Regions from separate parts of the Urocitellus parryii genome. Here region 2 is linked to region 1. The links are chromatin contacts, called in public Hi-C maps. All regions are on one chromosome and are shown on one strand. Each heading gives the region's core, a stretch centred on a gene start, on an enhancer-like site or on the middle of the called end of the contact. The rest is flanking DNA. Distances are from core to core; before and after follow the strand shown.

Region 1 (5,154 bases), core at 1,621-4,120:
TAATGGTGTTTTTCATTTCCCAACCACTTTAAGAAGCAAACCCTTACCTTTCAAAGCTTTACTTCTTTTATCTAAAATAAAAGGCAGAAAAAAATGGGTTACATCAATACTTTCAAAAAATGCTTATAATTGATTCATTTATCAAAAGCAACATTTGGCTGAATGCTTCATAGCTTAGGTAAAGCATTCCAGGAAGCTTTCAGACAATAGCAGAGTTACTATAGTGTCCCACAGCCAAGAAGTGGTAAAGTTTCTACCAAAGAAGATCTACGGACAGTGAAGAGCTGGCTTCCTCACTCCCCACCACACTCTCAACTGCAGTCTTGCCTTCTTTCCTTCCTCTTCTTAATCAATGGCTCAATAATATGTGGCTAGGCCTCATCTCTGCTCCACTAACAACCAAATGGTTATTTCTCCCCTCCAAATTTGATTGTGAATAAATGTCCAATAGAACCATTGAGAAGGTATGATAAAGTACCGTACACCAGGGCATGATACCCACAATACTTCAGCCTGCATCTCTGAAGATGAAGAATATCTCCTATGTATTGGCAATACCCAGGACAATGCACAATTTATCAATATCAAGGAGTTGCTCAAGTTCCCCCACTGTCCCCACAACCTCTTCATAGCTGACTCACACTGCCATAGTGGTTCTGTGGCTTGAGCCATTCTTATGCTATGGTTAACAGCCATAGTTCCTTGATAAATGAATTGATTCTTTCCGAAAACATTTTTCTTCCTGACCTCAAATAAATCAAACATAAGTAAACTTACCAGCACTCCTGATTTTATAAACAATGAAGCTCATTAACCCCATTCCTACCCAAATCTCTTGGTAAACCTGGGTATAGTAGGGCTTCAAGGGGACCCAGTAGTTTTTAATAATGGTTTGAAGCATCTGAAAATGAACACAGTGATAAACACTAAGGTGACTATTGCTCTAACTCTAACACATAAAAGATAATCTTCATTTATTCATTAAGTCTGACTCCATCTCCCACAACCACCTGACAGGGAGTTGCTCTTGTTCTTGACCTAGTCTAGTCCCCCCATGTGAGCACCTTCTCTCCACAGTGCAAGTCACTTGGCACTCAGTCACCTCTCATTCCCCCCCATTCCAGCACTCTGCCACCATGTTGCCCATACCCAAGCCAATCTTCCATTAATGCTATGCTCAAAGTCACACTCCAGTCTTCTGGAAAGACTGGCTTCATCATCATGTTGAGAATGGCCGGCATTCAAAGCTGAAAAGAACAGGTCAGGGTATGGTGACTTCCTTATGAAACTAACACCTGGGCCTGTACATACTTTGACCAGCTAGAGGTCCAAATATGACAGAACTTATTTATTTAACTAATTACTGAATTTGATTGGGAAAGCCATAAAATTCTGAACCTACAGTTAGCTTTGTGCAGATCTAAGTAATACTTTTGATTACTTTTGCAATTTACACAGACCCTAAACTAGATGCCCTGGTGTTCATCTTAAGAGGCATTGTAACATCTGGCCTATTAAAGGAGGATCATTGCAGTGGTTGTCAGGAACGACTAGATCTGAGCACTTATCATCTCACTTGGAACCTCTCCCTTGGAGGCAGCTGAAATCTTGTCTTGCCCTGCCCCTGTTCCTCTCATACCGCATGCTACCTGTCACGTACAGGATTCTCATCTTCCAGTGCTGTGGTTTTCCATATTTCTCAGCTCCCCATCAGTTTTGTAACATCAGATTCTCCAAAAGCCCAACCTATTCAAAGGTCAATGGCTGCCCTCAAATTATGGAAACCTGTATTGCACAGCCATTACCTACTCAGCAAATATGTACTGAGCACATGCTAGGTGCCACTGTTTTGGGAGCTGAGAAACAAAAAAGAGCCAGGATACTAAGGAGAAGTGTTCTCAGCAGAGGCACTGATGTGCCAAGACACCCCAGGTCAGAATAAACTTGAATAGCTGGGAGGAGTGGGAAGGAAGAAGGCCAAGTGGCTGCCCAGATTCAGATCCTGGCTGTCACTTAATAGTTACTTATACTGCCTCAGTTTTCTCATCTGTACAACAGGAATAAACAGTAACCTCTTCAAGGGGGGCCGTTTTGACCCTGAAGTGAGTCACTGCATGCCAAGTGCTTACAGTGTCTGGTACTGCATACTAAGTGCTTGTTTTCTAAAACGCTGTGGCTGAGCTACAGGATAAAAGACGGCCTGGTCTCTAGCACCTTGGAGGCCAAAGTAAAGCCTAGTTTTTACTCTAGGCTGTTCCCTAAGTTTAACAGCATTTACTCAGTGTTTGAGGGACTTACTTCCTGCACCTACAACCCACCCCTACAAAGCAGGTCCTTGTCAGATGGCCAAGATTGCACAGCAGGTAAGCGGGCCTGGATTCACGCCAAATCAGGGCCAGAACGTTAGGCCGGATCCCCTCAATCTCCCGGCTTCCTGCTCTCCGCTGTGGAAACCGACTCCGGCAGAGGCGCGCTCCTGAAGGCTGGCCCTCTCACAATCCGGAAGCCAACCCCAGTCGTTCGAAGTCTGGGGCCCGACCTCGGAGCCCCCCTCGCAGTCTGAAGGCCAACCCTTGGCACCCGTGTCGCCGCGAGGCCTCGGGAGCGGAGAAGAGTAGCGGGCGAGCAGAAGGGGCTGACCCAAGGTCAGCGGGCCCGTGTTGTCCCTCGCCCCGATCCCGCCCCTAACCCCTGGACCTCCGACTCGCCGCCTCTCCACTCCCCGCGTTGCGAGCTCTGCGGCCGGGGGGACCAGCTCTCACCTCGCCAGAACCAATAGTTCAAGCCGCTCCACACCGCGAAGCCGACCCGCAAAGGTCACCGAGTGCGCAGGCGCCGCGCGTGGCCCGCCGGGAAGGCGGAAGGAGCGGCGGCGCCCGAGGCCAGAGCGCCTGTCCGATCGCTCCCGTGTCCCACAGCGCCCCCGGCGGCCGCGCGGGTCCTGCCGGCAAGGAGGAGGGGCACGGAGGCCAGGCGCCGCACCGAAGGCCCGGCCCCACGGGAAGCAGGGCGCCCGGGTTGTGTCCGCGGGTCTTATCCCGTGACCAAACGTCCGGATCTTCGGAGGCCTTGTAATGCTGAACCAGGGAGGTTCTGGACAAACCAGACGGCTTGCTAACCTGGAAGAAAGGGTCCTTTGTTTTTAGTCGTCAATGGACCTTTATTTTCCTTGTTTATGCCCGGTGCTGAGGATGGAACCCAGCGCCTCACGCGGGCTAGGCCGGCGCCCCACCGCTGAGCCGCGGCCCGGCCTCTTGACCTGACTGGGAGAGGGGCGCCGTCAGCGGGCGACCCGGGCCTCGGGCCAAGCGGCCGGGCCTGAGCGGAGGCTGGCCTTGAGCGTGGGAGCCGTCGGCCTCAGGCGCCCTAGGGCTGGGCTTGCTGGCTAGTGCCACTGCGCCCGGCCAGAAAGCATGTCTTAGACCCGGAAGGACCGAGAAAACCGGACCGAAAGGAGCCGGGCGAGCGAAAAGACGGGCGAGACCAGAGCCGACGACAGGGCGCGGTGGGGACTGTTGGGGGCAGGCCGGGCTTTGGAGCGCGGTCCCAGTGCGCCCTTAAGGGTAGGCTTGGTATGAGGACTGGTGAGCCTTTCTCAGAGCCTCTTGGCCGGAAAGCGAAATTTTTCTTAAAATGGTGACTGTCACTTAAAACGGCCATCCAGATGCTAAGCAAGGACCTTACAAAGACAAGGACAGCGTTTAGAAAAAAATTTAGCATCATTGTAAGGTCTTTCAAGACAAAACTGTTGGACTTCAAGCTAGACTTGAGATCAATAAGCTATTTTTTTTGGGGGGGGAGGGGTACTGGCGATTGAACCCAGGGACAGTGACCACCGAGCCCCGTTCCCAGCCCTATTTTGTATTTTATTTGGAGACAGGGTCTCACTGAGTTGCAACGCCTTGCTTTTGCTGAGGCTGGCTTTGAACTTGCCATCCTCCTGCCTCAGCCTCCTGAGCCGCTGGGATTACAGGTCTGTGCCACCCTGCCCACCAGATCAATAGGTTTTTAATGGCTAGTTTCAAATCCAAAATCCTAAGAAAAACACTTCGAAAAACCCAAAATGTTTAAGGAAAGGGTCACCCCAGCACATTTGTTTGAAGGATCTAATGCTGTGTTTTGTGGCTAGAAGGTCAGAGAAGACACACAGTGCCTCAAGCACAGTTTCTCTGGCTTTTTGAGAGGGCCACTTAATGGCATCAATAGCATTTGTAAATGCTTTCAGCTGTTGGTTTTCCCTTTAGGACAGAAGTTCATTCTGCTCAGTGAATTTGCCAAGCCTCCCTTAAATATCAAAGCCCAGAGGCCTTCAGCAATCTTTCCATGTGCTGTGGCCTAAAGGTCTACAAGCCTATTAAGAACTGCCTGATGTCAAGCTGTCCCCTTTAACTCTGAACATTGGCTAGGAATGCAAGATGAGCTGGGCCAAGTGAGTGAGGAGCAACCCAGAACCACTGAATCACATGGAGGAATCTGGGACTGTCTAGGATAAAGAGATGTCTCTGGAGAAGGGTCCTAGGAGTTCCCAGAGGAGGAGGAGAACTTAACTCGGGACCAAAGGGGTTCTTGGCATACCCGAGGGAAAAGAATTTCAGCATGAGCCAGACAAAGGCACACAGAGATTTATTTAGGAAAGTAGGTACCCATTTAAGGGGGAATATGGGCTGTCTCCAGAGTGAGAAGTCCTGACTTGGGCTGGGTGTCCAATGTTTACAGAATGGGAGTATCAGGGGCTGGACTAGTGGTGGATCTAGGTTGGAGCAGCCAGTTTTCCTGTGCTTGCATATTGCCTTCATTTTACAAGGGTATGGGCCAAGGTCTACAACTGTGTTTTCTGCCATCCCAGTGGCTTGATTCTTCATTTCAAGCTTGAAAGTGTTTTCCTTAAGATTCTGAACCCCCCCCTCTCTGTCTCTCCATCTATCTCTCTGTTTCTTTCTTTCTTTATACTAAATCCCTATTTTAGGACCACACAGAATGTTTAGTTAGGAAACTAGAAGCAGATTCCAAACTGAAAAAAGCATCAAGACAGTGTCCTTATGAAATAGTAGCAAAGAGGATAAAGGTGCCTCCCAGAAAATGTTTGTGTGAAAAGAACTCTCTTCAGAAGAGCACCTTATAGCCCGCCTTAAACCCAGCAGCTGGGGATGTTTT
Region 2 (5,154 bases), core at 1,709-4,208, 170 kb before region 1:
GCTGGAGTGCAAGAAAGGCACGTTGTCCTCTCCTTCCTGAGGACCCCCTCTCTCCCTTGGGACTGTCCTTTTCCCCCTTCCCCATCCCTTCAATAAATCATTCCTCTTCCTCTGAGTGACTGAAATCTTTGGCCTGGTTGCAAAAATCGGGGTTAAGAGAGGGTCTTCATGCTGCCTCAGTTTCTTGCAAGGCTCCGGCCCTGTACCATCGGGATGATATCCAGCCCCCAGATTCCCTTTTATGGGGATCACATGACTTCAGAGTCTTTGGCAATCTCTGGCTTAATTTCCCTCAAATGTGTGTCCCTCCCCATTCAGAAAGTGTAGAGGAAGTGTGCTTAGGATATTGCAGGAGCCTGAGGACCTCGGTAGAGTCAAGGAAGCCTGGCCAGGCAAAGGTAAGGGGCCGCAGGGCAAGGCTGCTGCCCACCTCACCCATCAACACGTGGGTGCCCTCCAAAGAAGGAGCACCAGTGGCCCTTCTGTGGCCTGTGAGGCCACAGAAGGCTTTCCTGCCCTCCGGCGTGGGATGGCTGCGCAGGGACTCAGCCCTTTCCAACAAGCTGCTGCCCTCCCCGGTGGCCTCCCCACAGCAAGGTCAGGAATGTACATGGGGTGCTGGGAAGTGTTTGGTCTTACAGACTTGAGGCCAGTGACCTGGATGAGCCCAGCATTTGGGGGTTAGGTCTACCAGGGGAAGTGGGCAGCAGTGGGCGAGGCTTCCCTCATGGACTCAGGGTGTGGCCTTCTGCATCCTCCCAGGCTGGAGCAGGGCCAAGAAGCCAAGAACAGCCACAGTTCAGACTCAGCTCCAGCCTGGGCGAAGACCCAGGCACGGCTGCTCCTCGCCCACCACAGCACCTGGGAGGCAGCTGCTGGGCAGCAGGAAGCAGTGGCTGGAGGACACACTTCCTGATGGGGTCACAAGGCTCCTGGGGCCCAGAACCTGTGGGCCTTCCAAGTCAGCTCCTGACCGTTCCCTACTGTGGCCTGGGGCAACACACGGGGAGGCTCTTGGCGCTGGGCTGATAGTACTGCCCAGCTGGACAGCAGACACACAGAGCTCCCAGGCCCACTCAGGGTGGTCAAGAGACAATGGACGTGGATCTGAGCAGAAGCTGGCTTAGCAGCTACAGAGAACCACAGCATTAATACTGGGATACATGTTCTAAAGGAAGCAGCCGAGAAGGGGGTGATGGGGGTTCAAAGCAGTTCAAGGGCTGCTGACAGAGCTGGTAGCTGGCACGGGGGAGTTAGACTCCCAAGCAGAGAACAGTGGAGGAGGGACATCTCCAGAAGGCACCTGGTCATCAGAAACCTAGCTGGGCCTCATGTGGCAAGGCAGGAGCATCCCTTTGAGAATATGGGAATTTGAGAGCCCTGAAGTTGGGAGGAGGGTTAGGGTGTGAACCAAAGTGGGGTGCGAGCTGGCAGGGACCCCAGGGCATACACCAGAGGTAAAGACAGCCTCCAGAACAACAGCCAATCTGTCTTACTGCCAGAGCTCCGAGGGTCTATGTGTGGAAAGCTCCTGGGACACTGGCCTGGGGCTGGCAGGAGGCTGCTGCCTCAGGCTGGGCTGGACACCAGGCAGCACAGAAAGGCCCACAGAGGACCCTGCACCTGGAGCCTTCAAGGGGGCAGGGCATCTGGAAGCAGGCTGGTTAGACCCTCCACTTGGTCTTTTTTCTTTGCTGTGCCTGGATATCAAACCCAGGGCCACTAGCATGCGAGGCAACCAAGTCACACCTGGCCCCACTTGGCTAATCTTCCCAGGTTCCTGAGTCCTCTCCAGCCCCACCTGGACTCATGCTGGTGAAACCAGGTGTCAGTGAGGTACCTGCTCAGTGCAGTGGGAACCCCACTCTCCACATCCAGTCCCCACGGCCCACCAGGTTCCTCATCCTCCACCACCCAGGTGGGGGCTCCCGGGTCCCCTGACACCTCCTCTTGGTAACTTTCCACCCTCTGACCCCACCTGCCCATGTGTTCCAGATGAGCCTTGTCTGTCTCTCTCACTACAAACCCACTACTCTGGTTCCTGGATAGACAGTGATGGTCCTTGGGCTTTAACAAGTGCCATTGAAAAACATTTTTAATGCCGAACATCTGCTGTGTCTGACAGCCCCACTTTTGTCTTCCAGAGTGTCCAGCTGAGCTTTAATCTCCAGGGTAAGTACTGCACAGGAGGTACTGTTACCCAAAGAAACCAGAGAGTGTGCATGGAGGGGTGCCACCATGCTCGGTCACACTTGCCGGGGCAGCACGACCTTCAAGACTGGAACTGTTATTTTTCTTTCTATTGTTAAGTTCAGAGCTAAATTCAGGTAAGGCAAGTCCACTGACATCTCCATAAAACCCACCAAGGGTAACAAAGCTGAGCGCTCACATTTATCCAACACTTGGGATGTTCCCAGGGCAACTGGAAGCCCCGGGCCCGGGTCAACTTACACAAGCCTCACAACAAGGATGGAGGCTCTCCGTTTCGATGAAGAGGAAACGAGAGCGCAGAGGGGTCCAGTCATACGGTTAGCTCACACAGCCACAGTCACGCTGCGGCTGGCCTGGGAGTCAGGCTCCCGGGTCCGTTCCGAGCGCGGGAGCTGCAGCAACCCGGGCCTGGCCTCCGGCTCCTGCGATCTCCGCCCGTCCGTAACACACCCGGCCGCGGAAACCCTCCCCCCGGCAGGTCCTGAGAACCGCGGAGCGGGCCCCGGGGCCCCTTCTCTCCTCAGCCCCAGGACTCCGCGCGCCCACTCGACAACCAACTCCGGAAATCGCGGAGGCCTGCCCGGCACCTCTCAGGTCACCTCGGCCGCGGGGCAGCGGCCCACCCGCTGGCCCGGTGCCGCGATCGCAGCCCACTGCCCCTGCTCTCACCAATCGCGCGCTCCTCACGCCTCTTCGCGCCGGGCCGCCCCCTCAGCCTTCTCTTCCAATGAGCGCAGAGCTCTTTGAGCCGGCCACACCAATCAGACACGAAGACGCGCCTATGTGACCGACCAGTCAAAAGTCTCAATCGCCCGGAGAAGGGCGGAGCGATCCAGGGTCGGCCCTCGTCGTCGATTGGTGGCCGCCCGCAGGGTGGCAGAGGTGGGGCCCTTGCGCGGACTGGAGAGAATTGCTATGGGCGGATCCCTGACTCCGATTGGCCTGCGCTCTGGGCCAGGCTTAGCGATTGGGCGCCAGCGTTGTCAGCCCGCGCGGGCGGGGCGGTGCTGCCCAGCTCTGCCCAGCTGGTGCGGGGCCGAGCGCAAGCCGCGGCGCTAGGATCCAAGTTGGAGACATGTCCTCCGGGGTGGCCGCGCGCCACGACGCCAAGAAGCTGGTGCGCTCCCCAAGCGGCCTGCGCATGGTGCCCGAGCACCGCGCCTTCGGAAGCCCGTTCGGCCTGGAGGAACCGCAGTGGGTCCCAGACAAGGAGGTGCGTCCCCGCCCGGCCTGGTCCTGGCCCCTCGGACCTGCCCGCGCGCGACAACCCCCCCGCCCCCCTTCCTCCCGGCCACTGCCCTGACACGCTTGGCCTCGCGGCCGCGGCTCCCTTTCCGGGGTTCCCGCACTCTTGTCTTCCCACTCTCGAAGTCCGTTTCCTCTCGCCTGCGATTCCGCGGCGGTCCTGGGCCGAGCCGCTGCCCCCGCACCGCTGCGGGAGCGGGCGGCGAGGACTAGAGACGCGCCTGCCGCGTGCACTTCAGCGAGTGGCAGGGGCGAGTCTCGGTCTCCAGGAAGCGAGGCCGGCCCGCACTTGTGCCGGCGGGAGGACGGGGGCGCCATGAGGTCTCCTGCCTGGGGTGGGTGCGGCCCTCTGGAGACCTCGGAGTTTGCACTCTTCAGAAGTTCTGGAATCTGCAAAGCCAGGCCACTTCTAAGAAAACGGAGGCATTCCAGGCATTTATTATAATTTCTTATTCCAGAGAAAATAAAAAATGCCTAAAAAAGTCAAAGTACTGGTGACTTTTGGAAATGCTCTAAGTTACAAGCCCTGAACAAATTCTGATAACTGATTTTCCTCCCTCCCATTGGGGGGAATCTGCTACAGACCGCAGAGGAGTGAAATCAGGTGTTCTTAGTGCAGCCAGCTGGCAGGCCCCTTGCGAAGCCACCTGTGCGCCCAGAAGCTGGGGAAGATAGCCACCTTCCACCTCTGAAGTTAGATCAGAGCCTTTTAGAAAGATGGCGCAGATCAGCACTCTGCTCCCAGAAGCCCAGAGAGGGTGCCCAGGCCACTCCTGGATGTTTTGGGTTGGGTCACACCCTTGACCCTCTGAACAGGTCTCTGTGTACCTGGGGTTCCTGCCCTTCCCCTTCAGCACTTTACCCTTGGTGCTTCTCCACCCCCCACTCCCCCAGAGCTCACAGTGCCTCTTTGCCTCCACCTGGCTGCTTGGCTAGTGCCCTAAAGCTGATTAAGCAGTAAAACAGAGTGCATCCCTGAAGAGTGTGTGCAGAAACGAGGCAGGTGACAAGTTTGTTATGTGTGTTGTATCACAATAAAAAAAAAATGAGGAAAAAGATGATTTTTAAAGGTAATGTGACTCTCCTGTGGATAGAAGTAAACATGTGCTTTGGCTCATTGGTTCACTCAGGAACCCTGCAGGCCTTACAACCTGTTCAACGGCAGGCTGGTAGCATAAACTGACAGATCAAATAGGGAAGAGCTGGGACCAGAACTCCGAAGTGGGTGGTGAAGTGCTGCCCTTAGCATGGCTAGACCAGCAAGTCTAGACTGGAATTTTTCACCTTTGTCCTGTTGCCCCTTAAGAATTTAACTTTTTAGACTGTTCTTTCCCTAACTAGCCCCCAATGAAACATTTGCACATGACCTTAAGCCAAAGGCTAAGAAGCAATCCCTGATGAAATCTTTTTTTTTTTTTTTTTGGTGGTGCTGGGGATTGAACAGAGGGTCTCGTGTATATAAGGCAAGCAATCTACCAACTGAGCTATATCCCCTGCCCTCCTGATGATATCTTTGAATAATAAGAGTTTTTAAGGTGACAAGTGAAACTATATATTTGTGGTGTGCCCCTATAATGTCTTAGTAGCAAATGCACAATGCTCACATTCATGTGGACCTTGTGGATGATGTGAGAACATGTGGTCTGGACAAGGTGTTTTCTACCGAAGCATATTTTCCTAATTTTAGTTTCCACAGTT

The links. Hi-C and Micro-C count contacts between places; a contact is called where the count stands out from the background.
Region 2: a Hi-C map of liver shows a contact between it and region 1, with 4 times the contacts expected there. The contact joins the promoter of Xrcc3 here to the promoter of Atp5mj in region 1. A contact is called at or near these places in 2 of 2 Hi-C or Micro-C datasets (liver and muscle).

What each region holds. Positions count from the first base shown.
Region 1 is chr6:3,226,322-3,231,475 of mUroPar1.hap1, reverse strand. Atp5mj (ATP synthase membrane subunit j) reads right to left here and starts at 2,870. Exons shown (of 4, transcript XM_026405565.2): 1 at 2,763-2,870; 2 at 778-901; 3 at 48-71. The coding sequence starts at 901.
Region 2 is chr6:3,393,455-3,398,608 of mUroPar1.hap1, reverse strand. It overlaps Xrcc3 (X-ray repair cross complementing 3), which reads right to left and starts at 2,958. Exons shown (of 8, transcript XM_026405488.2): 1 at 2,881-2,958. It overlaps Zfyve21 (zinc finger FYVE-type containing 21), which reads left to right and starts at 3,222. Exons shown (of 7, transcript XM_026405544.2): 1 at 3,222-3,424. The coding sequence starts at 3,287.